Regions from separate parts of the Macaca mulatta genome. Here region 1 is linked to region 2. The links are chromatin contacts, called in public Hi-C maps. All regions are on one chromosome and are shown on one strand. Each heading gives the region's core, a stretch centred on a gene start, on an enhancer-like site or on the middle of the called end of the contact. The rest is flanking DNA. Distances are from core to core; before and after follow the strand shown. Region 1 holds the start of ALG10 (dol-P-Glc:Glc(2)Man(9)GlcNAc(2)-PP-Dol alpha-1,2-glucosyltransferase). Region 2 has its middle 6.8 kb from the start of YARS2.

Region 1 (3,520 bases), core at 406-2,905, 1.4 Mb after region 2:
AGATTCCTAGCAATTCTAAAACCCCATATTTCCTTGAAACTTTCCGTTTTATATAAAGGGATGTGTGCAGCATGTATAGGAGTCAAATGTTTAACATAAACTATTGGTGGCAATTGTTATGAAGAAAAATGGATAGCATAAATGTCTAGTCTTGTTATACTCCCTTTAAAAACTACCCACTTTTCTAGGGTGGGTCAGTAAGCTGCAGAGTATATATATAACACGATTTAGCAGGTCAACAGGTCAGGGGCTAATTACTTGTAGATCACATCAACCTCTTGAAGACCGAATCATCTGGAGATGTGTTACAAGTGACTTCAACAGTAAGTACAGCATGGACTCAATAATAAAATGGGAGATAATGGTTAAAACAAAGCTAAGCATCACATCAGAGTAGGATCCTGACATGATTTTATTCCAGTAATGTAAATGTTCCCATCCTAGCCCTCATTCACCACTACCTCCTCTTATCATTGAGGAAACAGGCAGAGACAGAATGGAAAGGCAGTCAGCTTAATTTAAGAAACTTTCTTAAGTTCAGAAAGACTGAATTAGTTTTGACCCAGAAAAAGAGCTCAATTGAGAACTCTGAGGTTAGCAACCTTAAATCCTGACTCAATTCTGATATATTCCTGCCAAAGGCAACGTGACTGAGGTTACCTGAGAGACAGTTTTTCTGCAAAACATGGCCAACCATGCTCAAGACAAAATTACAACACATAATTTAACTTTGGCATTCTTCAAATTATTTACCTCATCTCCTGTTCCCAACACTTAATCCCAGAATACAGGAATTTGATGATGTCTATATAGCCTATAAAAGTCCACAAATTGAAGTGCCTACTGTGTGAAAGCCATTGGGGGACTACAAACGTAAAGGATATATAATCCCACTAAGATGTTCACGCTTATGATTTAGTAGGAAAAACAGAACACTGCCTTACAGATATTACAGGCACAGAGAATTCTAAAACATCCCAAATTCTAAATATATATATATATATATATATATATATATATATTTTTTTTTTTTTTTTTTTTCCCAAATCCCACAGGGTACTGAGATATGGCTATGAGAGTGCCTTAGGAATGTCAGTTTAACTAAATCCTGTGAGGGCATCCACATTTTGAAAGAGTTCTCTTTTAACCTAAACAAACAAACGAACAAACACTCCTCTCACTTAAGTTCATTCGGCATTGACGGGTCTCTGGTTCTTCAAGTTTTCATCTGAAAGTCTCAGTCTTTGCTATCACAACCAACGCCCCCTTCCTACACTCCAAAGTTGATGGAATGAAAAGTCGTGGAATTGAGGGTTTAATAAAAAGAACAGAAGTAACGGGGGAAAAATGTGTAAATTTTAGGGCTTGGAATTGGAGACGTGGGGAAACGTCGCCACCTTCTGGTAAGTGATGGAAATGAGCAGGAAAAAAGATCCAAGCTGAGAATCGGCTTTTTTTTTTTTTTTTTTTTTTTTCCAAAGCAGCAAGTCACGCACCCCCCGCTTAGGCAAATTCCGAGACCCGCCCTTTCCGGAAGTTTTAACACTCTGTGCGCCCGGGCAATGTGATTGACAGGGTAATCATCCGGTCCGTTACCTAAACCCGTCACTCCGGGAAACAGCGACCCGATCTTTCCGGATCCGCGCTTTCCCAGCATCCTTTGCCTTCCGGTATGTGGCCCCGTCTGGCTAGTCACGTCTAGCGCGCCCATTTCGAGCCCAAGTTTCCAGCTCGGGTTTCCGGGCTCAGAAGTTTCCAGGAGTGGGTTCTTCGGCAGCGGCTGTGGGAGCGGGAATGGCGCAGCTAGAGGGTTACTATTTCTCGGCTGCCTTGAGCTGTACCTTTTTAGTGTCTTGCCTCCTCTTCTCCGCCTTCAGCCGGGCGCTGCGAGAGCCCTACATGGATGAGATCTTCCACCTGCCTCAGGCGCAACGCTACTGTGAGGGCCATTTCTCCCTTTCCCAGGTGGGGTCTCCAACCTGTCCCCACCCCAGGAGAGGCCTGAGAGGTCCCAGCGTCCCCAGTTCCTTCTCCCATCCTTAGACTTAACTCGTCCCGTTCCACCCCACTAGCCCCAGAACATGAAAGAAACTGGGTATAGAATTTTGTTCCTGTCTCTGAGATCTGTGAAATATTTATTAAATGAATGAATAAACAGTAGATCTGTCTCCCAGGAAGGAATGATCTGGGAGAATACTTAATGGGGAACTGAGCGCTCCTGTTGGCAGCTGACGATGTCTATCCCACTTTGTCTTTCCTTGTCTCGGGAGTAAAGGTATTGCGGTGCTCCTTGGAAATACCAGAAAACTTACCTTTAGCTCACCTGTCAAGCACCTCACTATGCATTTTAGGGGTGGGATAGTATGGACTGGAGGGATCTTCAGCTACCAAAAAGTGACCATTTATAATCAGAAATTCCTTCCCTGAGTATTTTTAGTGAACTATCTGTTAACTGGATAAACTGGCAACCAGTCCAGTCACATCATTTTTGAATATATATTTGACTGTGCAAGTATGTACATATAAATATCAAAATAAACATCGCCTGCTTTTCTGGTGACACAATATAGGGTACTGGCTAGAAATATAAAGTCTGTTTCAGAGAAAGATCTGATCTTAAATCATGGTGCTGTGATTTACTACTTTTGTGATCTTGGAGATGTTCTGAGTTTCAGAAATTCAGGTTACCTATCTGCAAAATGACAGTAATCTTTACTATAAGGCATATTGTAACGTTAATACAGAGGGTTTGGCACAATTTCTGTCTCCGTTTATGTTAGCTGTCATCATGGAGCCTGTGGACCAAATGTTTTCCTAAACTTAGAGTCCCAACCAGTGTTTCCATGCTTTTAAAAACTGGAGCATTTGCAGCTTATTTACCAAAATAAAGACTTTTTAAAGAACATTTCTTGGAAAATAGAAATAGATTTTAAGTTGTTGTTTTCTGTTGGTTGCTGCTATCTGAACAATCACTAAGCTGGTCCGGGGGCAAAATATAAGAAAAACGAATCCTGTTTTGCCAAGGACTTACTTAATCTTGTCAGAATAACTTCTCAAAATTTCTGATTGTTGCTAGAGATGAGACGTGGGCTTGACATGTTTGTGTCTGTCTTGTTCATATTACCTCTTGCTTTTACTTCATTTCCTTTCATTTTAAAGTGGGATCCCATGATTACTACATTACCTGGCTTGTACCTGGTGTCAGTTGGAGTGGTCAAACCTGCCATTTGGATCTTTGGATGGTCCGAACATGTTGTCTGCTCCATTGGGATGCTCAGATTTGTTAATCTTCTCTTCAGTGTTGGCAACTTCTATTTACTATATTTGCTTTTCCGCAAGGTACAACCCAGAAACAAGGTATGTTTCAAAATACTTAATTACAAGTTTATGTGTAGTCAGGTCCACAATTACAATGAATTAGTTTAATGAGATTTGGTGAAAAATGTCTTTAACACTTTGTAACTTTGTATTTTTGTATATTATGTAAAGGTAAACATAAATCCTCCGTCTCCATTTTAGA
Region 2 (3,616 bases), core at 630-3,129:
TTTCCTTCCTTCCCTCCCTCCTTTCCTTTCCTTTCCTTTCCTTTCTCCTTCCCTTCCCCCTTCCCTCTTTCCCTTCCCCCTTTCCCTTCCCCCTTCCCTTCCCCTTCCCCCTTCCTTCCCCCTTCCCTTCCCTTCCCCCTTCCCTTCCCTTACCTTCCCCCTTCCCTTCTCTTCCCTTCCCCCTTCCCTTCCCTTTCCCCCTTCCCTTCCCTTCCCCCTTCCCTTCCCTTCCCCCTTCCCCTACCCTTCCCTTCCCCCTTCCCTTCCCTTTCCCCCTTCCCTTCCCTTCCCCCTTCCCTTCCCCCTTCCCCTTCCCCCTTCCCTTCCCTTCCCCCTTCCCTTCCCTTCTCTTCCCTTCCCTTCCCTTCTGCTGTTGTAGCCAGTGGAATAACCTGGAGGTCTCAGCATTGCCTTAACTTCATGCACCTGATCCCATACCATATGGCTGGATAATATTTTGAGATATTTATGGGTTTAAAAAATCTTTCATCTTCCAGGCCGGGTGTGGTGGCTGATGCCTGTACTCCCAGCACTTCGGGAGGCTGAGGTGGGCGGATCACGAGGTCAGGAGTTCAAGATCAGCCTGGCCAACATAGTGAAAACCCGACTCTACTGAAAATACAAAAATTAGCCGGGTGTGGTGGCACATGCCTGTAGTCCCAGCTACTTGGGAGGCTGAGGTGGGAGAATTGCTTGAGCCTGGGAGGCGGAGGTTGCAGTGAGCTGAGACCACGCCGTTGCACTCCAGCCTGGGTAAGAGTGAGACTCCGTCTCAAACAAACAAACAAAAAACCTTTCATTTTCCACTTTTCATTTTAACTATGCATTTGTAGCAAGTTGTGTGTGTCAGTGCCTTGGGGAAGGTGCAAGGCAGGGAGGAATACAGAGTCATCTGGAACTCTTTGTATTTTCTGTTTCCCAAAGTCAGAAGCCTAAGATAGGATGAAGTTTAAGGAAATAAGCTTATCGAAGAGAAGGAGGTAGGATTCTCCAGCTTAAAGAGAATGCCCCTGCCCCAAACCTGGGCAAGGGAGCCCTGGCTATGGCCCTGGTTTGCCAGAGGAGCTGTGCGTTGCTCTCTGTCCTCAAAGGGACGACCTCCTGCTACACTTCAGACCTGGGGCTCCTGGCTTCGCCTAAGGTTCCTCTGCTTCATTTGAGGCAGGAGAGCCCCTGAGTGCCAGCTGGAGGTCTCAGAGAACTGCTGAAGGCTTGGCCAACAAGGATGGCTAGAATGACCAGAACCAATTGGAAATTAGAGATATTATTTCCTGGGGCACGTTGATCAAATTTTGGTAAAACCCTAGAAGGGGGAAGGAGGCTAATAATGATGGAGAAACAATTTCCTACCATTCTAGTGGGTTAAGGACATAGATGTTTGCTTATTCATTTAACAGATATTTATTAGAATTATTTGATCAGTCAGGCACTGTTCTAAGGGCTTAGGACACATTCGTGGAAAGAAAGATTCCTGTCCTCATGGAGATAACATTATTCTCTGAAGTTATTTTTCTCTGAGTAGTTTTATTCTTCACTTCCTCTTTCTTCATTTCCTCTTTCTGATTGGGCTCCTTTTCCACCCCCAATTTTTGGAGCAGAGAAAGAGTGACTCCTAGATAGTTGTTGAAGAACATTCAGATTAGGAGGGGACTGTGGGAGAAAAACATTTGTTGAGAATATGACCAAGGGAAAGACATCCCTTGTAGGAGGGTGGTGATTGGGGTGTAGAGTAGAATTCAGTTTTTCCCCTTTCAATGTGCAATTGTGTCTCCCTTCGCTCCTGCTGCAGTGAATTTTTCTCCTCGCAGAACCCTTTCCCGAACATCCACCCCTTCTGCTCTGAGCTTGGTGACAGCTGCCGCAGTCCCCCACCAGCATGTTCTTTCCCAGGCCATGTTGTCAGGACTGTAATTCAGCCATGATTGGCAAGCAACGCAGTCTGCCCGGCTGTTTGCTGATGTGATGAGAAAAGCAGGCTTCCCTCTTAGAAACAGGATCTTGGAGACACTATTGTGATTGCATCTGAAAAGCTTAGATCAAACGGATAATGTCTTCAGTGAAGATAATTTTGGAATTTTCCTATTTATCAAGTTACCATAGTAATTTTCTGGTCCCTCTGACAGAGAGTACAAGTGAATCAATCAACTCATCATTGGCCCTCTGTCAAGGCCAAGTGGATTTATATCTCCATTGGAGAAGAAACAAAACAATAAGCAATCAGTCTGTGTTTTGTAGAGCAATTCCATTTTGATTAAAACTATTTTTGTGTTTTTTTTTTTCAGTGTCTTCAATATGGACTTCATGTGTTTCTGTCATAAGCACTGACTGGTTAGCTATCAAAATGAGAAACAAGTCTGGAAACATCTCACTCATTAATGTTCTGTAACATCATAAGGGGAACAAATACCTTGAATTTACATAATGTTTGCAGAAAAGTCAAATATTACTTCCTTCATTCTCACAACCATAACAAAATGTGCTTCTGAGTGGTGGTCCAAAGACCATTGGACTAGGAGTCACAGACATGAGTAGCTGTCTCAGCTTGACCTTGAATATCTGTTCCTCCTTAGCTAAGTCATTTAACACATTAGCCTTGGTGTCCTCATTTTAGAAGTAAATGGGCTGGGCTGGACGTAGTGGCTCACACCTGTAATCCCAGCATTTTGGGAGGCCAAGATTGGCAGATCACTTGAGGTCAGGAGTTTGAGACCAGCCTGGCCAACATGGTGAAACCCCATCTCTACAAAATACAAAAAAAATTAGTCGGGCATGGTGGTGGGCACCTGTAATATCAGCTACTTGAGAGGCTGAGGCAGGAGAATCGCTTGAACCTGGGAGGTAGAGGTTGCAGTGAGCAGAGATCATGCCTCTGCACTCCAGCCTGGGTGACAAAGTGAGACTCCCTCTCAAAGAAAAAAAAAAAACAAAGAAGCTGGGTGCTGTGGCTCACGCCTGTAATCCCAGGACTTTGGGAGGCCGAGGCAGGCAGATCACTCGAGGTTGGGAGTTCGAGACCAGCCTGACCGACATGGTGAAACCCTGTCTCTACTAAAAAATACAGAAACTTAGCTGGGCATGGTGGCACATGCCTGTAGTCCCAGCTACTTGGAAGGCCAAGGCAAGAGAATTGCTTGAACCCAGGAGGTGGAGGTTGCAGTGAGCCGACATCGCGCCACTGCACTCCAGCCTTGTGACCGAACAAGACTGTGTCTCAAAAAAAAAAAAAAAAAAAAAATCATTCAATAAATAAATTCATCTATTTTCTCCTCTACTGAGGTTTGCTTAAGCAGTAGAAGTCAGTTTAAGTCCATGCTTACATGGCTGTTATTAGAGGGAAACTGTATTATGACAAGTTTTGAAAAATTAAGATTGAAGATTTAGAAAGTGATAGTTAACCAATGAAACATATCATGTTTGCAGAAAGATCCAATGAAAATCCAAGCAGCTTTGCTCAGATCCAAAGAGTTTTGATCACCATTGACCTCATTCAAAGCTGCCCATGGGTGGGAGACCAACCTGGAAGGGTGTCACTAACAGAGGTAGCAAGTGAAAACAACTCCTCTGTATTCTCATAGCTATTTTTTTCTAAAACCAAAGGAAATCTTAGATACCCATG

What was found. A called contact is a pair of places that touch in the nucleus more often than the background predicts.
Region 1: a contact with region 2 is called in a Hi-C map of fetal cortex germinal zone, with 8 times the contacts expected there. The contact joins the promoter of ALG10 here to the enhancer-like site in region 2. A contact is called at or near these places in 8 of 14 Hi-C or Micro-C datasets (CD4 T cells, blood, cortical neurons and 5 more).

Annotation. Positions count from the first base shown.
Region 1 is chr11:36,318,385-36,321,904 of T2T-MMU8v2.0, forward strand. It overlaps ALG10 (dol-P-Glc:Glc(2)Man(9)GlcNAc(2)-PP-Dol alpha-1,2-glucosyltransferase), which reads left to right and starts at 1,656. Exons shown (of 3, transcript XM_001086837.5): 1 at 1,656-1,965; 2 at 3,160-3,357. The coding sequence starts at 1,795.
Region 2 is chr11:34,961,787-34,965,402 of T2T-MMU8v2.0, forward strand. No RefSeq gene overlaps it. Among named protein-coding and RNA genes, the nearest start is that of YARS2, 6.8 kb to the left of the region's middle. Within about 2 kb of position 1,880, at least 9 of the 40 cell types and tissues checked have an H3K27ac peak or open chromatin away from gene starts, as enhancers often do. A contact at or near this core is called in fetal cortex germinal zone and fetal cortical plate, where this site is marked.